Regions from separate parts of the Ovis aries genome. Here region 2 is linked to region 1. The links are chromatin contacts, called in public Hi-C maps. All regions are on one chromosome and are shown on one strand. The core of a region is the stretch at or near the end of the contact, and the rest is flanking DNA. Distances in the headings are between cores, read along the strand shown.

Region 1 (3,289 bases), core at 611-3,110:
CCAAGATCAAAATACCGGCAGGGCTGTGCTCCCTCTGAAGCTTCCGAGAAAGGATCCTTCCAGCTTCTAGCAGCCTCAGGTGCCCCTTGGCTTTTGGCAGCACAACTCTGATCTCTGCCTCTGTCTCCGTGGCCACGTTTCCCCCGTATTGCCCTCTACTTACAAGGACACCAGTCACATTGGATTAAGGGCCGCCATACACCAGGACAAATTCAATTTACAAGTCATAATGATAACTTAGTTATATCTTCACTGACTCTATTTCCAGATGAGGTCACAGTGGAAGGTGGCCTTATCTTTTTTGAGAGACACAACTCAAACCATAACTGGGAGTCTGAGGTCCTGTCCAGCTGGAGCCGTGTCGGCCTAGGCGTACAGCTAGCTTGGGTGAGCCTCATGCTTATCTGTCTGGTTTTGTCGTCCTATCTTCCCAGCTTGCATAAGCTTCCCCCTCTCCACCTAACTGGCAAAGCCAGAGTTCCACTGATATGTACAGACTGACCAACTCTCTACAGGACAGGTATGGAGGGTCTGACTGCCTTAGGGAAGAGCTGAGAAGGGGCTTGAGGGCTTCCTTATGGTCACGTTCTGGGGGCAGGGTCCCTGGTGCTCAGAAACCTGCTCAGAGGCTACTTCCTGCAAGAATGCCCCAAAAGGCCCGGCCTCCACATGCATGTCACAGCCCTGGCTCTGCGGAGCTGTTGGTTTGTGGGGAGATGCTCCCCTCTGCTGGACAGAGGGAAGTCTGCTCTCCTTCCATTTCTCAGCATGTGTTTCCCTAAGTTGCAGGTTCACAAACCCATAGTAAAAACAGTCAGGGGCTAGAGGTTAGCAGGGCCAGTTTCCCCATTATTCAGTGGGGAGACTGAGGCCAGAGAGGGGAAAGGCCTTGTCTCAGGTCCCACAGAGACCAGATGTGCACTGCCTTCCTCCTACACTAAGGTCTGGGAAGCATCTCTTAGGATCCTGGGGCTGTGAGCTGGAAGAAAGCCAGGGTGGGGCCCCTGGGAAGTCTGCACACGGCTGAGCTTGGACAACAAATGGCCAGAGAAGGAGAAGGTAAAGAAGTAGAGGCATCAGAAAGCTAGACAGACCCTGACCCAGGAAGACAGCCAGGACCACCAGTCAGTCCAGTCACTCGGGATGATTCCCCACCAGCCTGTGTGTAGTCTAACTCCACACTCCTAAGAAGTCATGGACAGACAGAACTTTTGTAAATCAAATGCTCTTCCTACCCTCCCTCTCCTCCTGTGTCCCAGATAATCTGACCATCTTTCCCACTTGTGATGCAGTGGTAGGATGGTAGTTAGAGCAAGTTTGTTGTTCAGTCATCCAGTCATGTCTGACTCTTTCTGACCCCATGGACTGCAGCATGCCAGGCCTCCCTGTCCCTCACCATCTCCTGAAGTTTGCCCAAGTCTACTCCTCTGGTAAATACCAGAACGTATCATAGTTCAAATGCAATGGAAACTCACTTTTTGCTGGTGTCAACAGACCATAGAGCTTATCAGAAAGGAGTCAGGGAGGGGCTCTGTTCCCCATAGCCGCCAAGGCACCAGCCTCTGCCATCCTTAACACATGGACATTGAGACCCAACCAGCAGAAAAGGGAAAGGCATAGAGGATGGTACATAGGCTGGGAAGTGATGTACAACAAATTTCAGTCATGTTCCATTAGCTGGAACTCAAAGGACCTGGAAAGGACGAGGAAAAAAAAAAAAAACAAAAACAAACAGTCCAGACCGGGATTAGATGGTGATCTGATGGGAGGCGTGGCGATACAAGAATACACCTGGCAGACTTCCTACCACAGCTGCGGCTCTTTGAAATCCTTGAGTCTCTGCCAAAGCTCGCCCCCTACAGGCTGCTCCCTGCCACTGACAGCGCAGCTGACGCACTAAGGCAGCTGGTTCCTTTGAGTACAGGGGACTCCCCTACTATCAACTTTGTTCCCGAACTCCCAGGGGCTTTGCTGAACCTTCCTTAGACTACAGGGCAGGCTAGGATGCTTCACTCGGCTGTCTCTCCCTCTCTCCTCCCCATGGGGTCAGACTTCCCTGTGGCCTGGTGGTTCTCCCGGCTTTCCTCGCTTCCTCCCTCTTTCCTTTCACATAGGAGCTCCCCCCAATAAAATCCTTATGCGCTTCACCCTGTCTTGACGTCTGCATCCTGGAGGACTCCGTCTAGCACGGGGGACTACTCCCTCGTATCCTGACTCCAGCTCTCTTTGGAGTCATTTAACCCAGGTGGTGAAGACAGACAAGACTTGTCTGAACAAAAGACGCTCTGGGTAATCTCAGAACCTGCAGATTTCATATAGAGGTATCAGGGGTTAGGATTTCAACATATTTTAGCGGGGGGTGGTGTGTGCGTGCGTGCTAAGTCGCTCTAGTTAAGTCTGACTCTTTGCCACCCCATGGACTGTAGCCCATCAGGCTTCTCTGTCCAAGGGATTTCCCAGGCAAGAATACTGGAGTGGGATGCTCTGCCCTCCTCCAGGAAATCTCCCTGACCCAGAGATCGACCTGTGCCTTCTGCGCCGGCTGCACTGCAGGCGGATTCTTCACCGCGGAGCCACTGGGGAAGGCCCTGCCGCCCGAACAGGGTTACTCTACTTTTCTTCACAAGGGCTTTTACAAACTTTCTCCACCCTCCTCGTTACAGCCCTGCAACCCTCCTCTTCACATTCAACAAATGACTTTACCTACTCCTTCTCAGAAAAACCAACACAAGGGGAGTCCCTTACCCCTAAGCTTTGTCTGCCTCTCACTTTCTCCACCTCCTTCTCCTGTCCTTAATCACCATATTCATCCTTAGGTCTAATCTACGGCCTCTGTTTTGGATCCCTGTCCTCTGATGCAGGAACCCTGCACCTCTCCCATTTTTTTTTCCACACCAGGAAATATACCCACTGGCTTACAAGTCCATTTTTGTTATTTGCTTTTCCTGATTCTCCTTTGTCCTCCAACACAACTCTCTATAGCATGTCTGATTTGCTCTGCCTTTAGAATATTTCCTAAATCCAATCCCCTTTTCTCTAAAAGAGAGGATATAGGTTTATATATAACTGATCCACTTTGCTGTACACCTGAAACTAACACCACACTGTAAATCAATTATACTCCAATAGAAACTTGAAAAGCCCCATCCTCTTTCAGTATCACCACTATTACTATTCTGATCCAGGCAATCGAACAGGCAACTACAGGTAACTATCTCTAACTGGTCTCTCCACCTCCACTCTTATCTCATTCTAGCTCAGTCTCCACACACAGTCAGACATAGTAAAA
Region 2 (3,679 bases), core at 630-3,129, 410 kb before region 1:
ATGAAGAAAAGAGGGGATTTGGATGTGCGTCTTGATTCCTACATAGCTTTGGTCTTTTCAGTTTTGAGTTTCTTCTGTTCAGAAATGGTACCGGCCACTTGGGCTGCAAGGGGCTATAAAAAGACAAACTCTTGAGTAGAATCAACTTAAAACGCGTCTGGAAAATGTCCAGTTTAACAGTTTCTGACTCCCCTAGGCCCTGTTATCAGAAATGGAAATCTAACAACTGAAGGGACACAAACTACACAGCCTCCCCCGACATTGCTCTGCGATGGGATTTCAGGTTGGACTTGCACTTGACCAGGGGCCCCTTACTGAGGACTTCCCCCCTACCCCCACCCTCACCGCACCCAGGCCTGGCTTTGCCACCACACCCAACGGGCCTCCACTCCCTCCTCTCCCACCTCACCTGCCACTGGGCCCTGTATCATTCAAGTGAAAGTGTTAGTTGCTCAGTTGCATCCAGTTCTTGGCCACCCCATAGACTATAGCCCACCAGGCTCCTCTGTCCATGGGATTTCCCAGGCAAGAATACGTGTCCCAATCTGCCACGGCACAGCCAAATTACCTAGCTCCATCCCACCCTGCTGCACACTACCTGCCTCACGTAATCCCACCCTGCAACATGCCTAGCCACCTCGGCTTGTACCTATGCACCCACACACCTACCCAGCTCCCATCAACCCACACGACATATGCCTATAGCCGTTACAGTGACCCTTTCTTAACAACTACCACTGCATCCCAGTCCATCCAGTGACATGATTATCTGCCTAACCACAACAATCCTGACCAAGCGTCTACACATCTCACTCAAAGATGCACTGGAGTGGGTAGCCATTCCCTTCTCCAGAGGATCTTCCTGACCCAGGGATCGAACCCAGGTATCCCTCAGTACAAGCCAGATTCTTTACCGTCTGAGCCACTAGGAAAGCCCTTTATCATTCAAACTTCATCTAAATTTAACATGGAGATGTAATGCAGTCCTTTCATAGACAACATTACTACTTCAGAAATATGTCCTTCATCTTTGCAAGTAGTCTTAACTCATAGGAAAATTCGTGAAGGAAAGCGTTATTTATATTGAACCCATGCCATTTCGTAGCTTTCTTTACAGTATGGTTGAAATTGGTGATTTGGGGACTTCCTGGCATTCCAGGACTTAAGACTATGCTTCCACTGCAGGGGGCATAGGTTCCATCCCTGCTCAGGGAACTAAGATCCCACCTGCCATGCAGCCAAAAAAAAAAAGCAAAAAGAAATTTGGTGATTTGGCAATACTTGGTGATAGAGCTAAACTCTCCAGTTCTCTTGATTTTCTCCTTCCTTCAAAGAGTATTTCTGACTCTGGTCAGCTCCCAAATGACTCCTGTAACCGGTTACAAGAAGTGCTTAGTAAGGGAATATGAGTGGCTTGGTGTAAAGCCCTTGTCGTGAAGGAAACACAAACCAGCACCCTTCTTGTGGTGAGTGAGAAGCATCTTCTTGACCTCCACCTCCCAGGATTTTGAAAAAAGGTCTGTTATCCATCAGTGAGCCAGAGCCAACATCCAGCTCAGTGCTAATGAACTCATCCAGCCCAGCCACATGGTCCAGTCCCTTCAGAACTCTGGCCAAACCTTTACTTAATGCACAAAAGCTGACTCCCGTGGATGCATTTCAAACCTTGCTCTGACTCCACACTCTCTAGCTCTGGAAAAGCATAAACAACGTTGGCCACATGCTCTTGAAAATCCCATTTGAAAGCTAGTGTTGGAGATTCCAGACAGAATTTTGACACAAGACAACAAACACTGAGTTAGGAATGCTGTTTGCCGCTTGGACCTCCTCTCCTGGGGACGGTCCTGCCTGCTGCCCCGGGAGAGCTTTACAGATGTGGAGTTGGGCCGACCAGCTGCTGGGAGATACAATGACCTTGGTGTGTTAGTTCATTATCAAGACAATGGCACTTTTGTGGATTTTCTAGAAATAGAACTTCTCATCTGGTGCCAGAGTGTGCTATGCTTTGGAGCAGTGATGTCACAAGGAGGCAGAAACTAGGGAACTGATCCTCTTGGCAGGGTGACTAATTCTGTTTCCCAACCTCTGGACATTCATCTGATGTCATTCATCTTCCCCACACCTGCCAGCCTGCGGGTGAGGAGAGAGCCACAGCTACAGACACAAGTTCTCATTTCTCTGGCTCTGATGCTCACTTTAGCGGTTCTCAGCCCTCCTCAGATTCACCCCAAATACCCTGAGGTTGGCCTCTGGGGTGTCTCATATGTGTTTGACTGGCTCATCTTTGGTGACACCTGGTGTTTTCCTTGCTGGGTGCACTCACAGCCATCCCTGCTAATGCTGCAAGACTCCCAAGTGGGAGCTGGTGGGCCAGTGTCCACAGACAGGCCCAGTTGTCCTAAAGGCGTCCACTTTGCTGCCACCACCTGCCAGTGTGGGCCCGAGGCTGCCAGCATGAGATAGTGAGACCCTGGGTGTGTGGTCCAGGGTGCTGACCCCAGGGAGGGTGCTACCCAGGTGACAGCCCTGTTTTTATTTATTTTTTGTTCCAGCCATTTGCTGACGGGGCATGAGTCCAAAGAGTTGGACATTGCTTTGAATGACAGATGAGGAATCACTTTTTCATCCAGCCTTTCCTGCTGTCGTCCTGGAACCCAGTTTGTGAGCCTGACACCCTTCCCAGGAGAGGATGCACGGCACAGGTCTTCTACCCCATGATCCCTGGGTGATCCTCCAGGAAGTGTCATCCGCAGATAAGGTAGTCATGAAGCAGCCCTGGCCCCAGACACGTCCTGGTGGGAAGGCAAGGATATATGCTGTGGCCCCTTCTACTTTCTGTGCAATTTCCAAGTCGAGAGAGAAGCTACCCCCCAACACAAGACACTCACTTTCTGGTGGCTTGTGCTGCTCTCCAAGGCTGCCTGGCTGCACACCATCTCTAGGAAGGCTCAGAAAAGGCCCCATTTGAGAAGGAAGGCTGGAGAGTAGGAAAATGGCTCATGTGCCTCCAAGCCAGCAGTGAGAGATTGATGTGACATTGTTCTATTAAAGTTTCTTAATCAGTGCAACCTACTATAATAGGAGCTATAGACTGACTAGCTTGTAAACAACAGACATTTATTTTTTACAGTTCTGGAGATTAGAAGTCCAAGATCAAGCAGATTCAGTGTCTGAAGAGGATCTGCTTGGCTCACGTGTCCTCACGTAGTGAATGGGGTGAGGAAGCTCTCGGGTCTCCTTTTAATGGCACTAATCCCACACGTGAGGGCTTTACCCTCACAATCTAATCACCTTCCAGAAGCCACACGTCCAAATACCATCACATTGGGATTAGGTATCCACATGTGAATTTGGAAGAACACAAACATTCAATCTATAGCATAAAGTCACCCAGGTTTCTGCATCTAGAACTATATATATTCAGCCCCCATCACCTGATTTCAGAGTCATAGGAATCCTGAAACTCGAAGGCCTCTTTTTCCAACACTCTCTGTTTAAAAGAATCTTCCATGCATCCACACCATTCCCCACCCTCCAGCCCCACAACTTAAGTCATCACTAAGGGGGTAGGGCACATTCCTGAAGTCCTCATTATGGCCAGTCCACCAGTGCTGGGTAACTGAGTCTATGAAAGCTCTTAGCACAACTGGCCTTTGGGATTCAATGTTCTTAGAACCTT

The links. A called contact is a pair of places that touch in the nucleus more often than the background predicts.
Region 2: a Hi-C map of hypothalamus shows a contact between it and region 1, with 3 times the contacts expected there. The contact joins two enhancer-like sites. A contact is called at or near these places in 3 of 16 Hi-C or Micro-C datasets (hypothalamus and tail adipose tissue).

The regions. Positions count from the first base shown.
Region 1 is chr4:67,298,667-67,301,955 of ARS-UI_Ramb_v3.0, reverse strand. No RefSeq gene overlaps it. Among named protein-coding and RNA genes, the nearest start is that of GARS1, 8.9 kb to the right of the region's middle. Within about 2 kb of position 1,860, at least 13 of the 54 cell types and tissues checked have an H3K27ac peak or open chromatin away from gene starts, as enhancers often do. A contact at or near this core is called in hypothalamus, where this site is marked.
Region 2 is chr4:67,708,306-67,711,984 of ARS-UI_Ramb_v3.0, reverse strand. No RefSeq gene overlaps it. Among named protein-coding and RNA genes, the nearest start is that of MTURN, 41 kb to the left of the region's middle. Within about 2 kb of position 1,879, at least 9 of the 54 cell types and tissues checked have an H3K27ac peak or open chromatin away from gene starts, as enhancers often do. A contact at or near this core is called in hypothalamus, where this site is marked.